6 separate regions of the Mus musculus genome follow, and regions 1, 3, 4, 5 and 6 are each linked to region 2. Evidence: chromatin contacts called from public Hi-C, HiChIP or PLAC-seq, Micro-C and promoter capture Hi-C data. All regions are on one chromosome and are shown on one strand. The core of a region is the stretch at or near the end of the contact, and the rest is flanking DNA. Distances in the headings are between cores, read along the strand shown.

Evidence for each region. A called contact is a pair of places that touch in the nucleus more often than the background predicts. HiChIP or PLAC-seq counts read pairs in DNA pulled down with a chosen protein or histone mark. Capture Hi-C pulls out chosen DNA fragments and counts their contacts.
Region 1: a promoter capture Hi-C map of adipose tissue shows a contact between it and region 2. The contact joins the promoter of Zbtb26 here to the promoter of Dennd1a in region 2. A contact is called at or near these places in 2 of 39 promoter capture datasets (liver and pre-B cells), 1 of 484 Hi-C or Micro-C datasets (B cells) and 2 of 9 other capture datasets (adipose tissue and liver).
Region 3: a contact with region 2 is called in a Hi-C map of regulatory T cells, with 5 times the contacts expected there. The contact joins the promoter of Ppp6c here to the promoter of Dennd1a in region 2. A contact is called at or near these places in 2 of 39 promoter capture datasets (neural stem cells and pre-B cells), 1 of 484 Hi-C or Micro-C datasets (regulatory T cells), 2 of 115 datasets of contacts at active chromatin or transcription factors (cardiomyocytes and embryonic stem cells) and 1 of 9 other capture datasets (liver).
Region 4: a Micro-C map of embryonic stem cells shows a contact between it and region 2, with 3 times the contacts expected there. The contact joins the promoter of Nr6a1 here to the promoter of Dennd1a in region 2. A contact is called at or near these places in 2 of 39 promoter capture datasets (hippocampal neurons and liver) and 1 of 484 Hi-C or Micro-C datasets (embryonic stem cells).
Region 5: an H3K27ac HiChIP or PLAC-seq map of embryonic stem cells shows a contact between it and region 2, with 3 times the contacts expected there. The contact joins the promoter of Rc3h2 here to the promoter of Dennd1a in region 2. A contact is called at or near these places in 3 of 39 promoter capture datasets (the C10 cell line, liver and pre-B cells) and 2 of 115 datasets of contacts at active chromatin or transcription factors (embryonic stem cells and large pre-B cells).
Region 6: a Micro-C map of embryonic stem cells shows a contact between it and region 2, with 7 times the contacts expected there. The contact joins the promoter of Strbp here to the promoter of Dennd1a in region 2. A contact is called at or near these places in 5 of 39 promoter capture datasets (hematopoietic stem and progenitor cells, hippocampal neurons, liver and 1 more), 4 of 484 Hi-C or Micro-C datasets (CD8 T cells and embryonic stem cells) and 2 of 9 other capture datasets (adipose tissue and liver).

What each region holds. Positions count from the first base shown.
Region 1 is chr2:37,440,039-37,444,822 of GRCm38.p6, reverse strand. It overlaps Zbtb26 (zinc finger and BTB domain containing 26), which reads left to right and starts at 1,651. Exons shown (of 2, transcript NM_199025.3): 1 at 1,651-2,136. Rabgap1 (RAB GTPase activating protein 1) reads right to left here and starts at 1,538. Exons shown (of 26, transcript NM_146121.2): 1 at 1,367-1,538.
Region 2 is chr2:38,285,221-38,289,706 of GRCm38.p6, reverse strand. It overlaps Dennd1a (DENN/MADD domain containing 1A), which reads left to right and starts at 2,323. Exons shown (of 23, transcript NM_001362973.1): 1 at 2,323-2,594. The coding sequence starts at 2,578.
Region 3 is chr2:39,223,781-39,228,481 of GRCm38.p6, reverse strand. It overlaps Ppp6c (protein phosphatase 6, catalytic subunit), which reads left to right and starts at 2,133. Exons shown (of 7, transcript NM_024209.3): 1 at 2,133-2,315. The coding sequence starts at 2,241.
Region 4 is chr2:38,923,412-38,928,037 of GRCm38.p6, reverse strand. It overlaps Nr6a1 (nuclear receptor subfamily 6, group A, member 1), which reads left to right and starts at 1,577. Exons shown (of 11, transcript NM_010264.4): 1 at 1,577-1,920. The coding sequence starts at 1,821.
Region 5 is chr2:37,420,251-37,424,922 of GRCm38.p6, reverse strand. Rc3h2 (ring finger and CCCH-type zinc finger domains 2) reads left to right here and starts at 2,020. Exons shown (of 22, transcript NM_001100591.1): 1 at 2,020-2,156.
Region 6 is chr2:37,700,557-37,705,149 of GRCm38.p6, reverse strand. Strbp (spermatid perinuclear RNA binding protein) reads left to right here and starts at 1,805. Exons shown (of 18, transcript NM_001379315.1): 1 at 1,805-1,958.

The sequences.
Region 1 (4,784 bases), core at 402-2,901, 840 kb after region 2:
CTTTGTTTGTTTGTTTGCTTGTTTGTTTTTCGAGACAGGGTTTCTCGGTATAGCAGTGGCTGTCCTGGTACTCATTCTGTAGACCAGGCTGGCTTCGAACTCAGAAATCCACCTGCCTCTGTCTCCCGAGTGCTGGGATTAAAGGCGTGCACCACCATGCCCGGCTAAAAGCAGTGCTTTTTTTAAATGTATTTTTTAGACACTAGCAATAAGCACTATGAAAATTGAGGCAGACCCTGATAAAAATGTGTGAATGAACCAAGAATGCAGAAAACTAAGAAGACATTTCTGAAAATAATTTATATAAAAGGCCTGAAGAGGCACCTTGTGTTTATGGGCAAGAAGACATAAAATAATAATAATAATAATAATACTATTCAAAGCAACCTACAGATTTACAAAAACGGAAAAAAAAAAAAAACGTTCCAAAAGCCGTTTCCCAAGAAATGGTAGTCAATCCTCAAATCAATACAAAAGTATGGCTGAAGATGTAGCTCAGTAATACAGTATTTGCGTATCATGAAAAGTCCTAGGTCCAGTTCCTGATACTAAATTCAGATGGAAGTGAAAAACATCTCGAAGAACCAAAACAGTCTTGAATAAAGATGGAGCACTCACAGTAAATGCCAAACTGCCTGCAAAGTTACGATTATTAAAGCAGTATGGTACTAGCACAAGAATAAACATAGACCACCGTACTCTAGACAGCCCAATAAGAAACTCTCATAAAGCGAACTGATTTCCAAAAAGTCCACTCAATGGGCAAAAAGTTCACCTTTTCAACAGATATTACGGAAAATGGATATCCACAAAATAATACAAGGAGTTAATGCGGGAATAGCTAGCAGTGGTTATACAACATTGTACAAAGCCACTTAGCTTTAAGCTTGGAAAAAGATTAAATTGATAATTATTTCTGTTTCCTATAATAACACCACCAAACGGTAAATAAAACAAATGTAGAGAAAGCAATAACTAAGTGGATGGGCAAAGTAAAGGGAATTCAGAATGATTTCCAGATTTTCTCTTTGGGAAGAGGCCCTGTATGATTGTTTCACCAAACAAGAACTATAGCTAGGTAGGCCTGGGCATGAACTTGTTACGAAAAAGGCACACTAAACACTGGACAACAGGAAATCGGTCTAAGTGGCTGGCTCCAGTGCTCAAGAGAGGTATTCAGGTTAACCACAGATTTGTGAACGGCTAGGGTAACCAAAGATAAGGAAGGCAAGAGATTGACCTGGGAACATAAAAGGAAGATTTCCTAAGAAACACCAGTATCCACAAGGGACGGGACCCAACAACAGCTTTCTGCATTCCAGGCTCCCACGCAGCGAGTCCACATCCCTGGGCGGGAGGGACTTACCACGGCTTGTTCGCAGACAGGCTGCTCAGGCCCATGCAGGCAACGGTCAGCGGGAGCACTTCGTGACTGCAGCCGCGAAGAAGAGAGCTCGGGCCCGCCTTCTACCGAAGAACCACAAGCAGCAGAGCTCACGAAGCCGACCCTCCGCAGCCCGATTCCCTGGCCTCGCCCCGCCCACAACGCGGAAAGTCCCTCTCAGGGGCCCGTCGTCCTCCGAGCATTCCGATTGGCGGAGATGACCATGGGACCTGGAAGTTGTCTTTGTCCGGCCAGGGCTGCCCTTCCGGTTCCGTTGGGTCCCCCTTTGGCTCAGGTTGCCTGCCCCTCCCCCTTCCCGGAGCCCCGAGGGGCCGCAGCTCCTGGTTTTGCCAGATGTAGATGGCGACCTTCCCCCCGGGTCTGTAAGTTCGGAGGCCACCCGAGAGCCGGGCTAGGGTGCGGGGTCTCTGGAAATGGAGCCCCCGTGGGGACCTGGATCGGCCGCAACCTGCCCTGGGATGGGAGCCAAGGAGCTGGTCTAGGCCCCCAGACTTTTGAGCCATTGGACTGGCCCATGCTGCATCCCACTTTCTTCCCCTTCCCGAATCTGCAGTGGGGAATCTCAGGATGCCCCAGGGACCGCTTCCTGAGACCCTCTATATAGGGCCCTGTAGCTGGCCAGGAAGCCAGACTCTGGCATTTTGTAAAAAGTGCTGCAGTTGAGGCCGGCAGAAAACTGAACGGCGGGAGCTAGCCAAGGCAAGGCCTTCAGTGCCAACCGCGAGTCTACTGTAAGTGCCAGGTTTTGATGGGTTTTACCCTTGCTCAACCGCGGATTACAGCACCTTTTGAATTACTGGTGTTATGCCATTCAATAGAGGTTCATCAAATATCCAGTGTTCATCTCCAGTTTGGAAGCGACATTTATAAGCAAATTGATGTTCGTAAGAGGGTGGAGGGTATGCAATATGTTACTTTAATCAACTGCTCTAAGGACAGTTGCTGGGAAGCCTGTAGAAGAGAGTGGCCTCTAAATCCTACTTCTTGATAAAGAGAACTCGTGAAATTACTTTTTCCAAAAAAAGAAAAGTTGTAGTGGTACTGAGACGTTACAGACTATGAGAAAAAGGAATAGGGACAGGGAGGTTGTGTACATAAGAGTTTGAGTTGGAGAAGTAAAGTGAAATCCAAATAGTGAAAAGTTTAACCAACACTAAATGAGATGAATTATCTTTTTGAAGCTCTTTGAGCAGGAAACTGATATGGTCAGATTTGTACTACAGAAAGTAATTTTGTTCTCTGGGAAGCCTGTAGAATAGAAATAGCTGACTCTGGGTTCTCTTAGCTAAAGTCTAGGTACTTATATTTGAGATTATTTTGAAAAGGTGATGACGTCCTGGTGAGATGCATTAAAATCTAAAGTAGAGTTACGGTATTGTTACAAGAAAGGAGGCAAGTGCTAATGTGTCATAGATAATTATACGCTGAAAGAGAAGAAAAAGTAAGTCTTAGAATTTAAGCAGTTGACATTTGAAGAATAGCAATGCCATAATCAGAAATAAAACCACAAAGAATTACAAATTCAGTTTTTGAGTTTGAATTTATGTCTAAAGGGATAGTGACATACAGCTGCCCAGTGTAGGAGCTGGGGACACAGATATGGAGATGAGCCTCAGCGTCATAGCATGTAGACCATAAGAAGATCTGGCATCCTAGAGGGTGCACTGAGAAAGAAGGTTACTGGGAGGACAATGGCTACGCTAATGAAGCAGGAACTCCAATTGGAGCCAACAGTAAAAGGGAGAAAAGAACACAGGGTTGAAGCAACTAGGGTGACCCAAATATCAGAAGAGGATTTTGAAGAGAATCCCTTGGATCTTTTTTGTTAACAGGATGGGTAAGAAGCAATTTTAGTAGATGAGGTAATGAAATATAAAATATCAGAGGCCTCAACTGGTTTGATATTCCATTGGAGAAACGTGAAAGATTTGTTTATTTACTGAACATGTTTAAAGAGCACATAGCAGGCACCATTCTAAGTTCATTTGAAAATTAACTAATAGGCTGGAACGATAGTCAGTAGATACAGCTCTTGCAGAAGATGTGGGTTCCGTTCTCAGAGCTCACACGGTGTCTCAGAATTATCATAATTCCAGTTCCAGGGGATCTCCTACCTTCTGGCCTCCATGCGCCAGGCATGCGAGTGGTGCACATACACACATGCAGGCAGACACTCATAAAACAATTACTTCTTTAATGATGAACTTACTTAATTTTCCTTAGCAGCCCCATTTATTATTGGTTGAAAAGAATCCTGAAACAGACTGGATAAGTAAGTGGCTGAACAGAGTTCTAACTGTAGAAATACGACTCCAGAGTCCGTGCTGTACTCACTGTACTGTGTTATGACTAGATGGGAGTCAAGGAGTGGGAGAGTGTAAGGAAAAATTGGCTTCTTGATTAAAAAGGAGACCTCTAAGCATAGCGAGGGTGAGAAGAGGTAAGTGATGAGTTTATGTTGTATTGTGTATATGTTTTTTCTTTCTTCTGTCCTAAGGTCCACTTCCATTCTATGCAAACTTAGGTGTACTTTTTGTACTCTAATGTTTTCATTTACAATCTGCTTACCATTTCAGTGAGGTTTCTTCTACAGCTTTTGATGTGTGGTGTGTTTCTAACCAGCTCCCCTGGTGGTGCCAGGAAGGCTCTTTTGGTGGATTTTGATAAGCAGCCTATGATCATCTCCTCTAGTAGTCGCTAGGTTAACTGAATGACATACCAAGAGATCCAGCCACTAAAGCCAAATATCTTAGAGTTATTTGGATAGTTTCTCTCTTGTTCTTCACCTTGATGAGCATGGTCATTGTTTAGCTGATTCTTTGTTTTAAATTCTTTTTTAAATTTCTCTAGATAGTCACAATCTCATCATTTCTGTTTTGATCTGTTAAAATGATGGCATTAGTAAAAGGCTGTTCACTTAGCCATTTCCTATATATTCTTCAAATTGCAGAGTTTTGGCTAGTGCAAGAGTATAAGCATCATCATTTTTAAATATTAAATACCTAGAACAGTATCTCCTAGTATATTGTTGAGATTAAAGTTGATTAAATTTAGTAATGAGGATAGGGACTTAAGAATTCTTACCATAGTAATAAGTAATGACCTCTTGGGAAAGGAAACTAATGACAGGAAATAACTAATGGCTAAAGTGTGTGACCTAGGACTACATTATTAAGGGATAATTGGGCTGATAGGTATTGGGAAAAGTTTCCTAAAGGAAACCACAGACTTCCCTAACTTTTTTGGACTAAAGCAGAAAGATAAAAAAGCAGGCTTTTTCTTGAGACACCTCTTCAGCTGCTCATGTTGATAAGTTTCTGGAGAACTCAGGAGTGGGATGCAAATGAACCTGAATTCTAGTTTATCTGTAGAAAAACAA
Region 2 (4,486 bases), core at 1,074-3,573:
TTATAAAGGTTACAATGGTGGAAGGGATGAACAACATTTCAGAAGAGAAAATTGAAAGAGGCAAGGAAGAAAGAGAAAAGGCCCAGGACCAAAAGGGACCCGCAGGCTGGTAGCATCTTCTGACTAGTGTCCAAAAGTACCACCTCAAGAGTGTCTAGGTCTATCATGTGACTGGAATTATTAACACTGATGTTGACCCCCTTGGCTTCACTTGCCGTCACTTGTATCACCTGGGGAATATGCCTCAATTTCCTTTTTGCCAGTGGAAGGAAAATTTCCAGGACCACCATGAGGATTGGCATGAGCCAGGCCTGGGGAATACTATGCCTAATTCATAGAGGGCATGCACTTGTGCCTTCACTAAATGGATCTGTCATTATTGCTTCTGTTGTGGCCTCCAGGCCTAGAAGACATGAAACTGCAGTTCATGAAAGTGAGTCTCTCTGGGGCCTGGCAGGGACAGGTAGCAGGTTGATATTCCTGGCTCTCAAATATTTTCTTTTTTTGTTAATTTCTGCCAGGGACTGTTGTGATCAGAGTACTGGAGTCCTCATAATGACCAATAAAGGAAGGAGGGGCCCTTGCTGAGCCACCCTTCAGTACCTCTATTAGTCCTGCTTTCCTTGTGATGAAATATCTGATTAAAGTAAGTGAAGCAAGCCAAGGGCAGGTGTGGTGGTGCATGCCTTTCAGGCCAGCAGCACTCAAGAAATAGAGGCAGGCATGTCTCTGTGTTTGTCTGAGCCAACCTAGGCTGGGTAACTGGATAGTGTCGCAAAAACAAAACAAAACAAACAAAACAAAAACAAAAACAAAAAACCCCCCAACTCAACCCAACCCAACCCAACCAAACAAAACCAAAAACCCCCAAACAAACACAAAAACATCCCAAAATAAAAAACAATGTAGGGTTTAATTTGGCTCACAGTTTGAGGGTACAGTACAGTTTAACATGGTAGAAGGAGAAGACATGGCAGCAGAAAAGTGAGGCTGCTAGTCACAATGACTGAATCCAGTCAGAAAGCACAGAGAGAGATGAATGCTGCCTTCCCCGTTCATTTAAGCCAGCCCATGGAAGAGGCCACCCTCCTGAATTAAACTAATCTGGAAACTCCCTCAGATATTTCCAGAATTTTCTCACCTAGGTGATTGGTTATAGAATCTGGTCCTCACAGCAAAATAGCCACCATCTTCACATCAGCTGTGCCTGCTTGCAGAAGGTCATCAGGAGCAGGCCTGTTGGCTGTTAACAGTTTCTCAGAGGGGACTCCACCCGGTTCTCCCAGCCATTTGTATGCAATCTACTCTAATTGCACATTCCTCTGGGCCCAGGGAGGTGCTGTAGTACACAGATTGTAGTAGTTTATAGGAGGTTAACTAAAGAAAACTGTATATATGTCTACAGGAAGCTTTCGGTCATAGAAGGGTAGGTTTTTGTTTTTGTTTTTCAAGACAGGGTTTCACTGTGTAGCCCTGGCTCTCTTGGAACTAGTTCTGTAGACCAGGCTGGCCTCAAATTCACAGAGATCCACTAGCCTCCCCTACTCAAATGCTGGGATTAAAGAGTCTTGGGGGGAGGGGGGCGGGAACACGGACAACGACGACGATGATGGTGTGCACTTTCCAGTGCAGCTGCTTTGGAGTCACCCACACTCCTGTAAGCAACCCCCACTCATGCTTTCTAAGAAAGTCCAATAAAGTCATTGGTTCCACAGGTTAAACATTTGGACTAACTCACCCTCAGCACCTGGCATGCAGTTCTATGATACCCCATTTCCTGGGATGGGCCGGCTTTTCTCCCAAGCTCCTACTTATGGAGGTATTAAAAAAACAAAACCAAAAACAAAACCAAAAAAACAAACAAAAAAACCAACTCTTTAAAGCTAAACATCCATGGTCTGTGAACTTCAGTTTTCAAATTCGGGAAACCAGAACCCTGAAGCCTGACTCAGTGAAACTGGAGTCATTGTGAGTTCCTGAGAGGGGAGGACAACTGTTTCCTCCAATTCAGACACCCCCCTCCCCGAATTTTAGCCTGTCAAAAATTCTCCACTTGAGGAGTGGACGAAGGCTTCTTTAGTGGCCTCTGGGGACACGATGGAAGTTCCTTCAGGTCGCTTTGGGTGGATTCTGATGAAAAGCAGTGGGACAAAGGTCCCTAGGTCTCTTCTCAGAGAAGCCACAGACCTTTCGGGTAGACCACTGTCCTGCTGCGCGCTTCCCGCCCCCCGGGGCCACCCTCACGCGAGTGGACTACACTTCCCAGCAGCCCCCGCGGTCAGCGGCGCGGGCGGGAGGGGGCGGCGGTGTGAGAGACGGAGGGGGCGGCGCGCGCCGGGTACGCGCGCGGGCGACCATGGCGCTCGCCCGGCTGGAGCGAGTACTTTAACCCCGGGAGGCGACAGCAGCTGCGGCGGCCGGGGAGCGAGCCTCGAGCGGGCGGGCCCCTGCCTGAGGGAAGGGAGGAAGGGGCGGGGAGAGCTCCTGAGGGAGGCCTGTCGGCCGCGGGCGGGCGGGCAGTGCAGTGCAGCGCAGCACCGAGCGGGGCCCGCGGGTCCATGAGGAGGCCCCGGGACCATGGGCTCCAGGATCAAGTGAGTGCGGCCGGGCGGAGCCGGGCGCGGGGGAGGCGAGGCTGGGCTAGAGCTGCAGGCCGTGGGCCGCGCTTGGGGGACTTGTTGCCCAGACCGGAGGGGCGCCCCGCGTGGAGGCGTCAAGCGGGGAGGGGGACGGTTGCCATGGTGATGCGGGAAGGCTCGGGGACGGGGTGCGTGTGGGGTGGAGGGGCGCGGATGATCAGATGCCCCCTCCTCACCTGAGGGCGGGAACTGCTGACGCGGTGGCTCCCTAGGCGGGATGTACAGAGCCCCAGAAAACTGTCAGACTGCTGCTGGGAGAGGGGAGGTCTCCGGAAGCAAGTCTTCATAAGGGTGTGTTTGGGGGCGACCCCGAGAGTTGGCAGGTCCTGAGAGGTTGCAGCCTGTCTGCGTGAGGCCTGTAATCATTCCAGAAGTGGTGTGAGGTTCTTAGAGGGAGGGGGCTTCTGGGACATTTAAGGCCTGGATGGCCTGCCTGCACAGGAAGGCGCTTTGCCTTTGCTGACTCTTCCTCTTATCTGAGTCTGCACACAAGCCAGGGCCAAAGGCTATGAAGGAAGACACCTTTAGCTGTCACTGAGCACCTGATTTTGAAAAGGTTTTGCAATCCAGTCAGGCACATTCCCTTACTCCTTCTTCATTTGCTTGGAGCCCCTGGTTGAGGCTTCGTTTTCTCGTGAAAATGCTGATACTTGTAACTTAAGTACCCACCGAAACATTAGAAGTTGTCTTTGGGAATTACAACTTTTCTGTGGTCCAATTTGGGTGTTGTTGCCTTGGTCTCTATCTCCCCTCCCAGCTAAGACCAATTCTGGCCACTCCCTTCCTCAGCCCTAGGACTCAGATGCTTACTCTCTTTCTCTCTCTCTCTCTAATCATTAGCAAATGCTCACTTTTTCTCTATGACTAATAGAATTGCTTAAGGACATTGAAAAACAAAGTTGACAGCATAGGCTTTTCTGGAAAACAGCATTCATAAGACACCATAAACCCTCTTATAGGAAAGTCCGTGGAATGTGATTATTTCAGCATTTTGAGAATTGTACTAGGGAAGTTTGAAAGAGGAAGGGCCTCAAGGGCAAAAAATCTAATAATTATTCAAACATTGCATCGCATGTCCAAGTGATGCACATGCAGTGTGACCCTTGCCCAGCTGTTCAGTCTCTTCAGCGGTTAGAGTTCTCATTTACAAAAGGTGTCTTGTAAGTTTTGCAGAAATCCTGTGACACCTGCTGAATGACATTAGAAAAGTTTGCTCATGAAAATGGATGTGGAAGCATAAGAAGACCTTTATTTTATTTTTATAGAAAAGGGAGAAGGTTAGAATATAACACAAGAGTTTGAGAATCTGGGGAGGTAAAGTGATTTAGTTTGTGAACTATTGGGGTTAAAAAAGGAGTTCCAGGCTAAATTCCCCCCTTCAGGTAAGAGTTGTGAACTTGGACTTTCAACAGCATGTAGAAACACTTTCTGGAAGTCACCTCAGAGTTGCAGAGAAAGCACTAGGATGTGTCTTAACTTTCTTGTTCCAGAGAAGTTCAGAGACTTGTTGGACTGGAGGCATCAAGTATTCGAGTGAACATTAAAATAGAACAAGTTCAGATTATGTGTTCTCACTCTTGACAGTAGCAGGTTGACAAGTTTGTTTTGTAAGTGTGTTTGGTGGAATGCATCACTGTACTATCTGAGCACTTGAGTAAGGGAATTTACCAAAGCATGAAATTGCATTAAGTGTGAAATTAGTATGAAGAATGGCCTTATTAATCTTCAAACTAGACTGCTCAGTGGTTAAAAGAAAAAAAAGAAAAAGGTCTGGGAAATATGTTAGCCTGTGGTGAGATTGAAAGAGAATATGAAAATAGGAGTTATGAAAATTAGTTGTGACTATA
Region 3 (4,701 bases), core at 884-3,383, 940 kb before region 2:
TCTTAAGATTTCTGTAGGGGTTGCAGTTGGGTGTCTATGGAGACCCAGAGTCTTTCCTCTGTAAAAACCATGATCTATAAACTGATCAACCCTCTTTTGGCAACTTCATCTGCATCATCTCTGATCTATGTCCTAAGTATAGGTACTCCTTTTCTTTCCTAAAACAGAAATGGCTCACCTATGTGCCTATGTGTGATCAGAGTGTCATACTCTTATGGTGAGGGTAGAACGCAAAACAGTCTTTGTGACTGCCTGTAATTATCAGAAAGCTCCCACTGACTGCCAAAGAATTTAGAGGTATACACTCACTCTGCTTTCCTTCTGGAAAGACAACCAGGGCAAGGTTGGATCTGCCATGTGCCCAGTATGTATTTGGACAGTGATTACTTCTCTGAAGTAAAGCTCCAGAATGCTTGGATGTGCCTTGGGTCTTTTGGCTTGAAACCTCAAGCCATGCTGGAGGAGTATATTAACAAGAAAAAGTGGAATATCAGATAGTTTACATTGTTGGAACCAACCCTTTTAGACTATAAATTACATTTCTAAATTCTTGTAGGAATGTTTGAATTCTGTTTTTAAGGGGCTAAAGAGATGTCTCAAACAAAACCAAGCAAAGAAAACAAAATTTAAAAATCCAAATAAGTTTGATCATGTTGCATGTTTAAAATCCTACAACAGTTGTCCACTGCATCAAAAGGAAAATAAATCTATGTATTCATTTCTTCCTCTGAGCTCCAGCCACTATGGTATGGCTCTTCCACAAAAGCTCCAAATAAGCTTAGAAATGCATCAGATATCTTCCATACAACTTCCCACCTTCCCAACTTTGCTGTGTTTTTGTTGTTGTTGTGTTTTTTTTTTTTTTTTTGAGACAAGGTCTTCTGGTTGACCTGCAACATGCTACATAGACTAGGCTATCCTAGAACTCACAGTTATCCAGCTGCCTCATCACTGCTGTGGTCAAATATGTGGTACACTATGGTCAGGTTAATTCTGAATCCTGTGTCAACCCATCCTCCTTACTATGCTGGAATGTTTTCCTTAAATTATCACTTTCTAACATGCTCTGAGTAATTTATTATATTTGTCGGTTATCTCTAACAGAATTAAATTGCAAGTTGAGGACAGATTTTTTAATACATTATTTTTTATTATTTTATTTATTTTGACTGCAAATATATTTCTGTACCACATGCACACAGTGCCCAGAAGAAGGTGTCTGATCTCCCGTAACTGGACTTGAAAGCAGCCACGTAGATGCTAGTAATAGAACTTGGATCCTCTGGAAGAACAGCTAGTGCTCTTAACTAATGAGCACTCTTTCCAGCCCCAAGGATAGAGATTTTTGTCTATTGCAGCCATTGGTTATTCTAACTGCCTATAAGTGTATCTGTACTTTGTTGCTATTCAATATAGAGTTGTCAAATGGACCAATGTTAAAGCTATAGTAGGTGTCAAGAACTGTTCTTGGCACTGGGATACGACAAAAAAAAAAAAAAAACCTTTCCGGCCCCCTCCTGGAACTCACCGGATTAAGTCAGTAGCCTGTTTTTCAGTCTAGGATCCATCTTTTCTGTTTCCTTTGAGATTTTGGGGCAAATAACACATGCAAACTTTGCATTCTTACAGTCTTACAAGAATTGAACAGGAGAAAAAAAAAGTGCCAGTATTTGTACAGAATGTGGCATAAGAAATGCTTTATTGTTTGTTTCTTCCCCCACCCACCACCCACCCCACCCCCCAGCCAGAGAACCGGTGGTGTTAAGTTTGTTTCAAATGTTGTCTAGGCCAGGTCTTCAGTAGTCCTGGAAAGGCGGTAACAGTAACTCTTAACTTTAACTGAAGATACTTTACAGGGTAGGAGTGAGAGCCAGGGAATTCTTAGTTAACCACTTCATGGTCTTCCTTAGAAAAAGCCTCATTTGAGGTGAAGTCTGTTGCCAAGGATAGGAAAGGAAGAGCATTTTACTAAAACTACAAATCCCAGCACGCCCCGCGGCAGAGAGCTACGGGTCCCAGTAGGTTTTATCAAAAGGACCTCCGGGTTCTCTTGGAGATAGATCCGTGGCCCGGAATTCCGCCTGAGAGAGAGAGCGGAACGGGTCAGGCTTTTACGTCGCTTCGCAGACGCCACTCACGGATCGGACGTGACGTAAGGAGGGTTCCGGATTCGGCCTCCGCCGCTGCCTCCGCTACTACAGCCGCTGCCGCTGCTGTCGCCGCGGCTTGTTCTTCCTAAAATGGCGCCGCTGGATCTGGACAAGTATGTGGAGATAGCGCGGCAGTGCAAGTACCTTCCCGAGAACGACCTGAAGGTGAGCCGGGCCGGAGGCCGTCCAGCTTGCGAGGCAAGCCCCTTCCGGCTGCGGGGCTCCCGCCGGCCCGCCCTTCTCCCTCGGCGGGATCCCTACCGGGCGCCCGATCCTGGCGCGGCGGAGGGCGCTCCGCGGTGCGAGAGGACCGGGTCCGAGGCGGCGTGACGCGGAGAACCAGGGGAGCCCGGATCCCCCGAATGCTGTCCAGTTCTTTGAGGGGAGATCCCGGGGGATGTCACGATCCCCTGACCCTCACGGGACTCCGAGCTTAAAGACTCTCACTCTAACTCGCTCGGCCTCCCGGAGACGGAGCCGGGCCGAGCGGGTAGTGCTCCCGGGATGGGGTCCTCCCAGCAGAGGTAACAGGAGCCGCTGTCTGCTCCAGGGACGCGGCCGCGGTGTGTTTAAGTCCCTGAGAGGTGGAAGCCGGTGGGCGGGATCGATGCGACCATAATGGGAGAGAATGACAAGTCGCCTCAGCTTCACCACTCCCCTAAATTGCTTCTTAGGAGTGGTAGTTTTCTTCTGATGATTTGGATGTGGATCTCATTTCTTAGCCCGTTGTTGAGCTATTTAAGTGAATAAGCAGTTGCTTATCAATAAGTTCAAATGTTTTTATGACCTCTGAGCTGTTCCCCTGTAACTCAAGGTGTCGTTTTCTTGGTTTTCCAAAGGAGGTCTTACTCAGTTCAGGCTAAGTTAATGCAGTAAAGAAGTAAGCCGTTGGTGTACCACTGTTATCAACCGTATTTTGTTTCTGCAAAAACTAGTGCTTAGGACCACGTTGGTGTTTATCCGATGGTTGCTAATGTCTGTTTTATTCCGTTAACTTTGATTTGCTATGTAGTCAGTCACTCTCGATCATTTGAATTTTTTTTTCATGCTGTTTTTGTAATATTTTTAAGCCACAGGCTTAAAACAATTTTTTCAAGAAAAAAATTGCCTTTTTCCTAACGAATTTTATTTCTCTTGTGAAGATTTTGCTCTGTGTCTGTTTTCTTGTCTCATCTAGTACATGAAGTTTATATTTAAATCAGCCAACAAGTATGCAAAATGTTTAAGACCTCAAGTGTTGGTTGTGTGAAAGTACATAGCTTGTAACTTACATACTGACTGCCTGTGTTACATGATTGGTGTTCATATTCAGCCACCTGAATCAGGCATTTGCCTTGTCTTCCTGCTTGGTAATTTTGTTTTGTCTTGTTTTTGCTTTCTTCCTGAGATAAGATCTTAATATAGTTCTTGCTGGGGCTGGAGAGATATCTCAATGGTTAAGAGCACTTGGCTGCTCTTCCAGAGGACCTGGAAATTCTGTTCCCAGCAAGGGCATGATAGTTTGTAACATCCTGTCACTCCAGTTCCAAGGAATCTGATGCCCTCTTCTGGTCTTCATAGGCACCAGGTACACATGTGTTCCACAGACATGTGTGCAAGCAAAGCAGCCATACACATAAAATAAAAACAAATCTTTAAAAAAAGTTCATGGTGGCCTCCAACCCAGTATGTACCTGAGGATGGCCTTGAACTCCTGACCCTCTTGCTTCTACTTCCCAACTGCTGGACCCTAACCAACATGCCTGGCTTTTTCTTTCCGTTCCTTTTTTTTTTTTTTTAATAAGATTTATTTTTAATTAGTTGGGGGGGGGCGGTTATGTGCACATTTTGCCTTTGTAAGCCAGGGGCACCAGGTCACCTGGAGCTGGAGGTACAGGCAGTTGTGAACCAAAAGATGTGGGTGATAGAAACTGAACTCGGGTCCTCTGTACAATCTTAACTGAGGAGCAATCTCTCCAGATCTTAGATATAGATATTTTGATACAGGGCATCATGTAGCCCAAGCTTGCCTTAAACCCCTGGTTCTCCGGCTTCCACCTTAATAGTGGTTTGTTTTATTTTATTGTGGTGTGAGGGTTGAGCTGAATTTTTTAAAAGATTTAGTTGTTTTTTATTTATGTAGATGTATGTGTACCTGTGTGAATTTATGTGCCCCATGTGTATGCTGGTGCTGGCAGAGGCAGAGAGCAATCCTAGGCTCCTGAAGTTGGATTTATAGGTGGTTTGAGCTACCTGATATTTGTGCTGGGAATTGAACCTGAGTCTTCTGCAAGAGCACTAAACTCTTTAAATTGCTGAGCCTGTTGTGTGCTTTTTAAATTAATTAAGTAATTATTTTGCTTTGTTTATCGAAACAGGGTTTCTCTGTGTAGCCCTGGGTCAAAGTCACTATAGGCATGGCTGGCCTTGAACTCAGAGATCCTCCATGTGTCTTTGGGATATGGGTATATGAGTGCAGATGCCTTCAAAGCCAGAGGCATTAGAGGCTGTAGTTACAAGCTGGAGGCTCTCTGAAGCTGTAGTTACAAGCAGTTATAAGCAGCCTGGCATG
Region 4 (4,626 bases), core at 328-2,827, 640 kb before region 2:
TCGGCTTTCTGATCCACTGAGTATATAACGGACATCAACTTTTGTGCCACTTCATTTGTATGTGAGAGCACCAATATCAGAGCTACCTCAATGAACAGGTGTGGGAGCTTTAAACCACACAGCATTAGTGTCAATCTCTCATAACAGCTGCTGGCACAGACTAAGGATGGACCAGGCCAATTAATATTGATAATGGAAAGTGCAGGAAGGCTTGGCAGAGCCTTCTCAATAGCAGGTAAGGGAAGAGGCATGGGAGCAACGTGGGCAGGAATCGGAACAGGTTAGATTTCATAAGCCAAGTAAAGACTTCTAAACAATTAAGTAAAGAATGACTCACAAGAGCCAGAGGATTCCAGGGGCACATGGGGCAGAATGAAGTGACAGAATGAAACCGCTTCGATACGGCCCATTAGAGGAAAGCCCAGCAAAGCACCAGAGTTCTTTGATTTATAGTAAGCTAGATAGCATTTAAGTTCTAGACTGAAACTTAATAAGTCTTTTCCTAAGGGAGGTGTGTGTGTTGTATAGTGTGTGTGTGTGTGTGTGTGTGTGTGTGTGCGCGGGTTGTGTAGTGTGTGTGTGTGTGTGTGTGTGTGTGAGAGAGAGAGAGAGAGAGAGAGAGAGAGAGAGAGAGAGAGAGAGAGAGAGAGAGAGAGAGAGAACGCGCGCGGGGCATTTCTGAAAATCACCACCACCCCTAATCCTGAGAGCCCCATGGCCGCGCGCCACCTGGTGGCAGCGGGAGGTGGGCCCTGGAGGAGGAAGGGGAGAAAATCCAGGATTTTATTTGGTGGGAACTTCTGTAAACTGAGGCGATAGCGTGTATGTGAGAGTTGGTCTCTTATCACTGGATCCGATTCTTATTACACCTCTCATTTTTGAGACAGGTATACTGAACAGGAGTGGGAAGGGGAACACTCCGGGAAAGGGACATTCTTAAAACAGAACTCTTTAAGACACAAGGAGTCAGGGGTCTCAAGTTTTCTTTGGTGGCATCAGTGGAAGTGATCTTAGTTTGTCCATCTGTTCTATGGGCAGGGTGCGGGGAATGAAAGAGGAGGAAGAGAAACTTTAATCTTTCCCGCCCACCCGGAGGTAAAGGGGCTTTAAACACTTCTCCGGAAAGCAGAGTTGTATAGATTCTATTTGCATACGAACGCAGTCACCTCGGGTTAAACTCGGGTCCTTTAATCTCTGGTCCAATTTGTCGCTCAGCCCGGGAGGAAAGCCCTCATGAGTACCTACACACCCCGCCCCCTGGGGCCTTCCCCCACAGGGCTGGGCTTGGTTGCACGTGCTCACCCGGTTCCCGGTGGATACGCCTCCTTGGAAAGGCTCATTATTAGTGTGGGGAAATAGTTGGAATCATAGAGCACTATGATCACGAATAAGTTACAATAGAGAGAAAACTCTGACATAGCCGTTTATTATATTAATATATTAGAAATTTTATTAGAGTTTGTAATAGTGATAGGTTTGGGTTCTCCCTACTTAGGTCTTCCTGTTTTTTTTCCATCACCCCTTTATTTGGTAGAGTCCCGTGTGGGCAGCCTCGTTGGGAGGACTACATTTCCCAGAATTCCTCACGGGCATGTGCGTGGCAGCGGCGCGTGACGTCAGAGGAGGGAGCTGGCCAGTGCTGAGGGGGCGCGGCGCGGAGGGGCGCGGAGCCGGGCGGCTCAGGGGCCCAGAGAGTGCGGCGGCCGAGAGCCTGCCGGCCCCTGACAGCCCCCTCCCCCCGTGGAAGACCAGGACGACGACTACGAAGGCGCAAGTCATGGCGGAGCAGCGAAGCCCGAGAGGGCCCTGAGCACCGCCGCATGGAGCGGGACGAACGGCCACCTAGCGGAGGGGGAGGCGGCGGGGGCTCGGCGGGGTTCCTGGAGCCGCCCGCCGCGCTCCCTCCGCCGCCGCGCAACGGTGGGTAAGGGGCCTTCTGAGCCCGGGCGGTGCCAACGCCCGCGACCCCCTCTTTCTCTAAGCTGACTCTAGCTCCGGGATGCCGGGCAGCTCCTCAGTGAGGACTCCACCCTGGGCTCGCACTCTCCAGGCAGGGTCCCCGGTCCCCTCTGCTCGGACCCTCCCCTCCCCCCGTCCCCTCTGCGCCAACCCTTTCTCCTCCCCCAGGAGGCCCTGGTGCACGGAGCACCCTCTCTTCCTTCACCAGGGAGCTCGCAGACTCCACACCTTTGCGCCCTGCACCTATCCTGGAGCGTTTTCCTCCTCCACTGTCCCGAGCTTCCTCCCAGCCCGTGAGCCTCCGCCTCTGGGCAGACCGGTAATGGTCCTTCTCGGACCTCGGTGCTCACTCCTGTCCCCTGGCCTTCCTTTACTCAGACTCATTCTTCTAGGCGACGACTTTCTGCTGGCTCAGGTCTCCAGCGGGATCCTGGGGCACCGGGACACCTGCCTTTTCCCGGCGTTTGCCGGACGCTTCCCGCGCCGCCCAGCCTATCTCTTCCGGGGTGCTGAGAATTCCTCACCTGGCCCGGCCGCTTGCGTCCCCTTGTTCCCAGCCCAGTCCTCAGGTTCCTCCGGGCTGGCTCTCGCTCCCTCCCTGGCTCAATGTTTTATTTGTTTCTGTTTGATATCCCCCCCCCTCGGTGTTTGCGGCGGAATGTTTTTATTGGTAAAGTGTAAGGAGCTTTTGTGAGGTCGTAAAAGGTGAACTTTTGAACTTGGAAAGCGCCCTGGAGCAATTAGCGCAGGCGATAGCCCCGGGAGGCCTGCATTACAAAGGGTGCTCGTTGCGGCAGGCCAACGCTCCCGCGGCAAACCCGATTTATTTATTTATTTGCCCTGCCTTCCACCTTTCACATCTCCTCATTTCCGAATAAAGGGCAGGCTCTCAGAGATCCCTGCCTCCTCCCCTCTCTGCGCCATAAACGCGCAATTCTCTGGAAGATCTAGGACCCGAACAGTGTCTAACAAGTAACAGATTTCAGATTGAATGCAAACACTGGGGACAGTTAGGAGGCACTAAAAATTAATTGCTTTGGCAAGAAGTTTCTCAATCAGGACAGTGACCTGGCAGGTGTGGGGAAAGCAACCTGAAAATAGGTCCCCGAGATTCTGGTGAATGAGTGGGGACGCACAGAAGAGAAATCTTGAGTTGGATTTGGTGCTTCATAACCGTATAAATTCATTAAACATTCATCGTTAATTCAGTACATCTTTAGTTTCTTTTAAGCTAGTTAAAAGGAAAGCCTGCGTAGAAGAGAGCCTGATTAATTTGATATGATAGTGATCAAATGGTGATGTTTTCAAAGCGTGTGAGCCCTAAAGATGTGTATTATGTGTGGATCTAGTTGGCCGGGCATCCGGTCGGGACTGATCTGAATGTGAGCATGTTTGGGATCAATAAAGTCCCACGTCACAAAGGGAAAGAAAGGAATATAGTTAGGGTAGAAAGAGACACTGTGTAGAAGAGCAAAGGTGATGGTTTTGGCGTTTTAAATTTATGCACAGATTTGGTTTGGTATTAATTTGTAAATGTTGTAATTCTTGATGTAAGGATTACCCGCAGGTTTTCAAATTCCGTCTCCAGATCTATCGGGTATCCCTCGTAATGTATTTTGGAAATGCCTTCCTGTTTGCTAATAGTTTCTGTTCCCACCTGTGCTTACTATCAGATGACAGATTTTATTGCAGCCATCACTTTCAATTCTACATGAGAATATTATTGTAAGGAAAACCAGAGAACAATGCATTTGCTATTAATTATTCATTGGAACATTTTAAAGAACTGAGTGGCAGTTTTAGCTCTTAATCAGATTATTTGTTAATACTCATTCTTTCCTTAACTGGTCAGAAACACTGAAAAGAATCTTAAGGAGCAATCAGTCCGTTAAGGCTAAGAAATATCTCTAATATTTCACCTTAGTCCAAGTTAGTGATACAAATTTATTCTTTTTACCGAAAAAACAATGGGAACTTTTGGCAGCTTAATTGGTTCAAAAGATAATAGGAAATTTTTGTACCATAGCTTGTTTTTCAGTAAAAAAAATAAGCATGGTCTAGGTAGTGTTTTACAGCTTATGTTAGTTAATTAGTACCCAAGAAGTGCTCATGAGATAAAAATTGCCTTTGGAATAGTGGGCTCTTTTTCTTTTTTCCTTCCTAATGAATATTTTTCTCCAAAGATAAATGAAATTGTTTGATTTCTGCGGAGAAAAGTACTTCTTTAACTTTCCACCGTGGTGACATTTCTATTTTTTGTGAAGTCGTTATCTAGAGAGAGGGTCTTTGGTCTGTGTTGTGAAGAAGTCCATTGATGCTGAATTTACAGTCCTCCAGATGTTTTTATGATTCCATCAGAACAGACTTGCTAGCCTTTTGATGCACCACCACCCTTTCAGGAATTCCTTGTGCTGACTCTGCTATTTTCGGCTGTTGGTTGTGGTTTTCATAACAAACAAACTCATTTAGTTGCAATAGTGATTGCTCCCTTTTGGGATTTCAAAGGAAGATGAATGATTTGAGGGAGCATTTGTTCATTTTATTTCCAGAGGGTGGGAGAATAGATTTTTAAATATTTAAAGCAAAAGAAGGCTATAAGCCATTATAAAGAATTAAAGGCATATTTCACTTTATTGTACTTTGCAGGAAATGCGTTCACTAAATACT
Region 5 (4,672 bases), core at 771-3,270, 860 kb after region 2:
GATAAACAGATTACCAACTGTCATAGGGCTTGTATTTTAATGGAGGTAGACAAACAATTGTTAAGTTTTTGAAATTAATTTGGAAAAATGCCAGTGATTAAAAAATGATAGGGAAAGCTGGGTCGTGCAGATATCAAGGATCAAGGCCAGCCTGGTCTATAGAGTGATTCCAGGACAGCCAAGACTATACAGGTTTTTGAGCCCTGTCTAAAAAACATAATAGGGAAAGGAAGGTGTGATTGTTAACTTTTAATGTGGTTTTCCATGTTTGGGGAATGTTTCCTGTGTGAAATGGAAAAATATCAAATGGAAGTAGAATGGAAAATGCACACACAGTAGGTTAGGGAACATGTATATATAAAATTACTCATCACTGTCCAGTTGAAAAGAACAGAAATGTGCCAGGTGGTGATGGTGCACACCTTTGAGCCCAGCACTCCAGAGGCAGAGTGAGTTCCAGGAAAGCCAGGGCTACACAAGAAACCCTGTCTTGAAACAAAAACAAAAAGAAAATACCAAAATGTACACCTGATTGTTGGGAAACTTTCTTTTTTGATTAACATAATTGGATGAAATTATGAATAATGAGTTATTAATGTATAGCTGGTGGGGCTGCCAGGTGGTGGTACATGCCTTTAATCCCAGCACTTGGGAAGCAGTCAGATCTCTGCGTTTGAGGCCAGCCTGGTCTACAGAGCTAGTTACAGGCTAGCCAAGGCACCAGAAAACAAAACAAACAACAAACAGGTGGGGCCAATGGATCTTTCACAAAAAAAAACAAAATGCAAAAACTAAAAAGCCGATCTTGTCACACTTGCCAGAAGCTTTGTGTCACTGGAGCTGCAGTTGTAAGCAGTTCAGTCTATGATTCTGCCTGGACCTTTCAATTGCTGGGTTCACAGGGATGCACCATCACATCTGCATTTTTTTTTAAAGATTTATTTATTTATTATATGTAAGTACACTGTAGCTGTCTTCAGACACTCCAGAAGAGGGCATCAGATGTGAGCCACGGTGTGGTTGCTGGGATTTGAATTCAGGAACTTCAGAAGAACAGTCGGTGCTTTTAACCACTGAGCCATCTCGCCAGCCCCACATCTGGATTATAACTCATGTATATTTAAAGCTTCATTAGAGAAATTTCCATATTCTAACTTACATACAGATTATTATCATGGATGTTGCTGAACATTTTGTTTCACATTCAGTTGCACATCATTAGCATAGATTCACAATATTAACCTTTTAGGATTACTTTGATAAATTAACTATAAAACTAAAATGCTTTTAAAATATCAGTTATCATACAGCCTGGCATATTTGTTTATAATTGTTGCTTTTCTCATCCTTATTTTCAGTCTTTCTTCATAATTCCTACCTTACAGGTTGCCATAAGTCCTCTAACAAATATTGAGTTATAATTCCAAAACTTGTAAAATTTGATCCTTCTCACTTTTGAGGCATCTGGGATTTTAGATGAGGTAGGTGGGTTTGCCAAACGTTTTCACTTTGGTCCTGGTTTTTGTAAACTGGAGAATTATTTGCTAATCTGGTTAGTATCTCACTACAAAGAGAGTAAAGTAGACTGTAACATAGATGAAGCAGGTTCTGCTCTATGGATGATAAATTTAACGTTGGCTCAATCTTGCAAGCCTCCTGGTCAAGGCTTAGATGTGCAGGGAGTTTCCCATAAGGCCCTTCGTCTTGCCTAGTCCTCGCATCATCTCCCACAGTACTCTGGGGTTCCTTTGTCATGTGACGAGGGTGGCTTTCTTCTTCAGAGGGAAACTGATGCGCAGTTCTGGTGGCCGGGCCACTACGCTTCCCTTCTGCCCCAACTCCCGGGCTTGCGTAATCTCGCGTGAAGTGAACAGTATCTTCTCGCGAGAGCTAAATCGGGATCCCTCCAGGTCCGCCTCCGTGGTGAGGAGGAGGAGGAGAAGGAGGAGGAGGAGGCGGAGGGAGGGAGGAGGAGGAGGCCCCGTCGCGGCCTTCGCCGCCGCCAACGGGGCTGTCCCTGTAGCTCCCGATGGAGTTTGAGGCCCTGAAACCGCCGCCGAGCTCTGCCCCGGCGAGACGAGGCGCCTCCGTCGCCGAGCCGCGCCGTCGCGGGGCCCCCGGGAGCGGCCCTTAGCGACCCCGCCCGGGCCCCTCAGGTAGGGCGGGGGCGGGCAAGATGCGGCTGGGGCCCTGGCCCGGCTGCCGGGTCCTCAGAGGTGGGGCGGGGAGCTGTCTCTGCCCGGCGGCCTGTGCACGGTGGCCGCCGGTACCCCGAGGGTTGGGAGTCGCGGGCCGCACCTGACACGACAGAGAGGCCCCTCGCTCTGGTAGGGCTTTTTGATGCGAAGCGAAACGCTCAGATGGCCACCTTTCTCCAGCACCGGCTGAAGGGACGCCTCTGACCACTGAGGATCCCACCCGAACAGAGGCCGGCTTCCTTCTTTGCTTAACCCATGTAGGAAGAGGGGCTTTCGAAAAGGTCCCCGAGATCAGGTCCTGTCTTAGCGTTTTCTTTTCAGCCCTTGGGCTTACCGAGACCACAGCGCTGGGATGGAGGCGATCTGAGTGTTGTAAATAGGGACCCTGGCTAAACAATGCCCAGGGAGGGCTTAACCTCCCTGGAGGGAGATGGCTGGACCAGGGGATGTGACTAGGAGCGATGGCATGAAGCACAGCCAGGGAATTCTGCTATAGTTTTCTTTCCCCCTTTCTTATTATTTTCCTTGGGGGAGCCTCATAAGGAGACTCTTCCACCATCTTAGGAGAATGGTAGAAAGCATCTTTGTTTCTAAGAGAAACAGCTGTACTTTTCTGTCGTTAGGAAGGAGATAAGGGTAGCTGTCATTTCCATCCTTGAAATCACCAGAGTTTTTAAGATACTGGCAGACACAGCCTTCAGACCAAAATAGTCTAAAGTAATCACAGACATTAAGTATTCAAATTCAGTGATTCTCAACCTGTTTAGATTTTTGTTTAAGCTCCACCTCGGTTCTTTTTAATCCCACTGTCCTCCTAACCTTAGGACCCTAAGGAATTTCTTCTCATCTTGACCCACTGTAATTAGAGTTGACTTTATATCCCGAATAAAGTGTTAAAAGTGTTTTACAAATCTTCCTGTCATTTTTAGTAGTCAGGCTTTAAAGTTCCAGTAAAAACTTGGAGTTAACCAGAGAAAGCTAATAATGGCACACTAAAGTGATATTATTTGACAGAAGGAAAGAAACGAATGTTCTAGTTGGTGGGTCTAGTCTCTTTGTGGTTAACTTGTATACACAGCCTAAGACTTGGACTCATTAAGAATAGTTTGTAGATTCCTGTTTTTACCTTTTATGTGGTTAAAAAACTACATCACTGATCTGACATCAATATCCATGTTAAATTGTTTACTTAAATTGTTTACTAACACAGTCAGTTCTTGAAAACCCAGAGACTATTCTATCCTATTAAAGGCTATTTTCCAATATTACCATTGTTTTGTTGATTTGGTGATTCATGTTTCCCACATTCAGAGTTTGGAAAATTGCTTGAAGGACAAAACACTTAATATATTTTCTAGTCTTGTTTAGGGAAGACAGGTACCATAATTAAACAGGCTTTTATTCTTCGAGAATTGAATTGAAATCTAATTCATTAGTGGAGCCTTTGAATTACCCCATGAGTTATTGTTGTGTTAGTATGACATGCAAGAAGACGTTCTTGTTCATGTTTTCATTAATTTAGTTTCTGTGTTTGTAATTTGCTGCCTTCCAGTTGTCAGAGGCATTATTTTCTACACTTAGGATTTTATATTTTAAGACTAGAGCCTGTACGTTATGTGATGGGTAAAAATGCTATAAATTTGTAAAAAGTTTTGTTTATTTTGTTTTTTGTTTTGTTTTGTTCTGTTCTTTGAGACAAGATTCCCCTTCACAAGTAGCCCTGACTGTCCTGTAACTCACTATGTAGACAAGGCTAATATTGAACTCAAGAGAACACCTGTTTCTGCCTCATGAACACTGGGACTAAAGGTGTGCACCACCATCCCTGGCTTAACAAGGCTGTAATAAGTACATGCTTATTTTTGGTTGGACCTGGTTGAAATTTCATTTCCTAGAGATGGAAAAGGGAAGTCTATGATTAAAAATAAAGCTAGTTGGAAATTAAAGATGATTTGTACCCAGTCTCGTGAGAATTGTTGATTACATCTCTAATTTCTAATTCCATTTCTAAATCCTTAAGTGTGTGACTCGTACCTCAAAATTTCTAATAAAAATCAGATCTTGAGTATTATTTTATATTATTTGTAGTCGAGATTTGCTTTTACTACTTGATAGCCACATGTGACAGTTAAGGACTTAAAATGGAGTTAGTGTAATTTGAAATGTGTTGTTAAATGCAAAATGTATACTACATTTCAAAGACTTAATGGAATATTCTATAACATTTTAATATTTAGGTTTTTACATGATTACATGTTAAAATGATATTTTACTTATAAAATAAACCACCAAAATTGATTCCGCTATGGTTTTTTCTTTTTGAAAACCAGAGATTGTTGTATTTTTTTGTGGGTTTTTTTTTTATTTATTTATTTATTTTTTTTATGTGTAATCCATCCTGGCCTTGAACTCACAGAAATCCACCTACTTCTGCCTCCTGAGTGCTGGGATAAAAGGCATGTGCCACCACTGCT
Region 6 (4,593 bases), core at 556-3,055, 580 kb after region 2:
CAGCAAACCTGTATTGTGCACTGCAGTGTCTCTTCTCCCCTGGCAGACTTCCTTTTATACTGTAAAACCCAGCTTTAGTGATCTCATCCTCTGTGTATGTGGTCTTTCCTAACTTTACTCAGGCAGAGGGATGAACCTTTCCTCAAGATGCTTACAATCCAGGGAAGAGACTGAGCTAAACTACAGCTTGGTGACATAACAAGGCATTGTTGAACTGGTGATGCACAAGCAGGAAGAGTCTGGACCTGTGTCTCAGGGCAGTCAAGGGGCTCCAGATGGAGTATGTTCTAAACTGATAGAACAACCAGGTTTCCAGAAGGCTAGAATGAGGTGCCAATCAGACATAGTGATCTGGGGCTTAGCATAGACTTCAGGGATATGTTACAGACCTGGGGATAGCTAGGAAAGGACAGCTTTGTTGTTAATGAAGTGTCAAGGAGGGGCAATGGGAAGTGTGTATGTCCTGAAGTTGAAGGCCATACTCAAAGCTTTTTAACTCTAAGTATTAACATATTCTGTGAATGAAGTACTGAGGTCATATATTTTGGTAGTGCTGTGGATGCAACCCTGGACTTTGTCCATGTCAGGCAAGTATTATTGAGAATCATTTCCAGTCCAGAGCTGTTAATATTTGAGTCTGGTACAGGAGCAAGATGAGAAGGGGACCTACCAGGGGGAGTGTGGGAGGTCAGTCCCCTACTGTCTGCTCAAATTAAGTGGGGTTCTTTGCTAGGTTTGCTTTAGGCTAAGGACCTTGACTTATTCTTCAGTGCATTCTAGCACCCTGCCGAGTGTGGAGCATGCAACACACACTAAGCATGGGCTGAACCCCCTGGGAGAATGCTAGGCACTAAGAAGATGCCAACGTAGAGCTGTAAAATAAAACTTGAACCTTTTATTTCTTTCCCAGTACCACCGTTGGAACAAAGTGGGTAGGTGTTTAGCTAGACTACTCCAGACCTAAGGAGGGAAATAAGGAGGGAAAGGATTTCCCGGGCCATTAAGGGTGGAGTAGGGAGAGGAGATTTTGATTTTTGTTCAGTGCTTGCTATGTGCCAGGAAAATTCATATCTATTGTTTTATGCCATCTGCTCAACGGCTCTTAAATAGGAATTACAGTTTTAGTTTTTGTGAAGTGGAAACTGAAGCTCGAGCGGTTCGGTAACTTGGCCAAGGTCACACAACCGGCAAGTGGGAGGGGGAGCGAATCAAGGAGGGATCGGAGTCTCTTACTCAGCCAAGGTACTGCCTGCCCCTCCTCCACCCGGGAGGCATTGCGGCGCTTACTCCGTTAGCGTAAAGGCCGAGGCTGGAGCTGGAGAAGCATCCCGCACCGGGACGCAGAACCTGGGGAAGCCGGCTCTCATTGCGGCCGGGAGCAGCTCTCAGAACCTGCAGTTACGAAGTTAATGCGCGCTTAGCTCTTTTCAGCAGTTGGCCTCCGCCCAGCAACGCTTACCGCCGCAGGCACAGCGGGGCTCAGGTACGGTTTGCGGCCCGGGCTAGGCGCCGCGAGGTGGGCGGGACGCAGTTTACGTAAGCGGTCTCGCAGGTGCAGGCGGCGGCCGCGGGCCTGAGCGCCCTGCGCGCTCCCAGGTGCGCAGTTGACGCAGGCGACAGCGCGGCGCGGCGGCGGCGGGCGCTGGCCGGAGCTCTCAGGTGCGGCAGAGCGCGCGTGCAGGGGGCGCGCGGAGGGCGATGGGGCGGGCTTTCCGTTCCCCAGCAGCCGCGGGCCCCGCCCCCTGGATCGGCCAATGGGCGTGCTCGGCGGCGTCACGTGCTTGCCGCCGCCGCCGCGGTCGCTGCCGAAGCCGAGCTCGGATCCGCGAGCGCCACCAAGGCAGCAGCCGCCGCAGCCGCCGCCGCTGTGCTGAGGAGCCGGAGACGCGGGCGGACGAGGTGGCGGCGGCGGCGGAGCGGGAGCGGGGAGCGGACGCGGGCGGAGCGCGGCGGCGCGGGTAGGCTGCGGCGGGGCCGGCGCCTGCGCGGCGGGCCGTCCCGGGCGGGCGGCGGTTGAGGCGGCGGTTGAGGCAGTTGGCGGAGGCTGCCCGGGCCCCGCATTGTTTGTTGTGCGTCCTTAGCAGCGGCGGCGGCTGCTGAGGCGAGGAGCGCGGCGCAATCCCAGCCCCGCGGCTTGAGCTTTGTGGTCGCCGCCGCGGTACCCGGCCGGTCCGCGTCAGGACTGCGGGTCGCCTTGCTTGCTTTCGGGGTCGGGGTCGCGGGTCCCGGCCCTGAACCTCCCGAGGGCGTGGGCAGCGTGCGGGGCGCCAGCTCTGGGGAGGTGGGAGGGTTCCGGACTCGGGGCAGGTGCTGGAGGACGTTGCGGGCAAGAGCTGGGGAGAGGCTCGGGGGGCGGGCACAGGGTGTGGGCAGATTTGGGTGTAAGGGAGCGTTGAGGGACCCGGCCCCACGGTGACCAGGGCCTCAAGGGCACGCCTGGGGGACCCATGGGGGCCTAGGTCGGGCTCGAGAGGGAAGGAGGACGTTCCGTTTGGGGATTCGGATGGGTGTGTAGGGGGATTTGGGGCGGGCAGGGGCAAGTGAGGTGGTGGAGGGAGGGACAAGATGGGCACCTCTAGGCAGAAATGGAAGGAGCAGATGCCCTGGTTAGCGCTGCTTGTGAGGGGCAGAGAATGGGGCAGGCAGCGGGAAGGCCACCGGACGCCTGAAGGGAAATGGCGGAGGAGGGGTCCGTAGCTGGGAGTGTGGCGAGCAGGCTGAGCCCCAAAAGATGGAGGGAAGGAGTGTCAGAGGAGGGGGTTCTCTCAAATGGTGGCGGTTGAAATTGAGGGTATTCAGGCAGGAGATGTCTGTCTGTGTGTGTGCGCCCAGGACGTCAGGAGTTCCCTAGTGAGTATCTGGCTGGGAAGTATGGAAGGAGACAGGAAGGGGTTGACAGGCTTGGGGAAAATGGCTTGGTTCTGTATTCAGGGTAGAGGAGGATAGAGCAAGTGGGAGGAGGAGTGGTTTACACAGGTACTGAGTTTGAGGGCTTTGGGAGAGAAATGGGGATAAGGAGGTTATGTGGAGGTTTTAGGTTGGGTGGAGAGAGATGTCAAGGCAGGAGGTGTGTGTAGCAGTAAAAGGGCAGCAGAAGTGAGTGAAGCGGAGGGTGTTTGTGTGAGAAATTCTAGTGGGCACCAGCAGAAGAGGAAACCTTGAGGTTGGGAGCACCCTGGAAAGGGATGGGGTGTGTGGCAGGATGGAGAGTGGGGTGGTGAGCAGAAGGGAGGGAGAGGAAATATGGGAGTGGTAGGTAAGGTGTGTGTGTGTGTAAATGGAAATATTCCCAGGGCAGGAGGTGTGGAGAGAAGTTGGGAATGAGGAGGAAGATGGAAGCGGGGGTATGTTTGAAGGGAAATCAGTAGTAGGATGTAGGGGGTATGTTTGAAGGGAAATCAGTAGTAGGATGTAGAGGAAATGAAAGGAGTAGGCAGGGGACAGAAGAAAGGGTATTTTGTAGTAGAAAATGTAAAGGAATAGTACTTATACTGAAGGAAAGGAGAGGTGTTTATGGGTTTATGGCTGTAGCTAGAAGGACAGTTGTATGGAGTTGGTGTGCTGAGGGAAGTAGGATGCTCATGTTTAAAGCAGGAAATGACTGTCAGAGAGGGTTCAGAAGTAGGTTACTTAATTAAGATTTTGGAAGATTCAAGGTGTGGAAGTGTGAGGAAAGATTGGAGTTTTACAGTGTTAAGACATTAAAGGTGGTTGCCTTTAATCTCAGTGCTTGAGAGGCAGAGGCAGGTAGAGCTCTGAGTTAGAGGCCAGCCTAGTCAGTTATAGGAGAGCCAGGGCCACACAGAGAAACACTGTCTTGAAAAACAAAACAAAGACAAGCAAACAAGCAACAACAACAAACCCAAAAGACAGTAAAGGGTCCAAAATTAAGTCACTGAGAGATAATAAAGGGTAGAGTGCAGATGTCCAATGGGAGGAGAAAACTAGGGAGGATTATTTTCAGGCTTAGAGGAACTAGAAATTTGGGACAGTGGACACAGGATGTGGATCCTAGACTGATTAACAGAGAATAAAGGACTTTCAATTGCATACAATATCTTTTTTTAAAATTTTTTTTAATTAGTTATTTTCTTCATTTACATTTCCAATGCTATCCCAAAAGTCCCCCCTCCCCTCCCCCCTCCCCTCCTCCCTGCATATAATATTTTAAAGTTAATTTTTTTAGGATCAAAGAGGTGATGAGCCCCACTTTTAGTTTTACAGCAAGTGAATGGGAAAGGAATAAGGAAGAGCTGACCACCTACTTTCAAATTGGGCAGTATGTGGTGTGTATTCACTTAGCTCTGTTGACTGAGTAGACATGTGGCTATACATTGTGAAGAATACACCCAAAAGGTAAAGGAAATGGAATTGCAGTAGGTGCATAGTAGATGTCTTTGTGAAGCTTCCTGAAAGCAGGTCCCAGAGGCCAGTAACATCAAGAGCTCAAGAGAATATGCAGTTGATATGTTGTGTCTCAGGTACCCAGAAGCTTCCTGGGACAGTATTTGGGTGCTGGATGATGTAATATCAGAGTCTCATGCTACAGGCTGACAAATATAATGTAAGCTTCTAAAAGTGGGAGAAATAGAG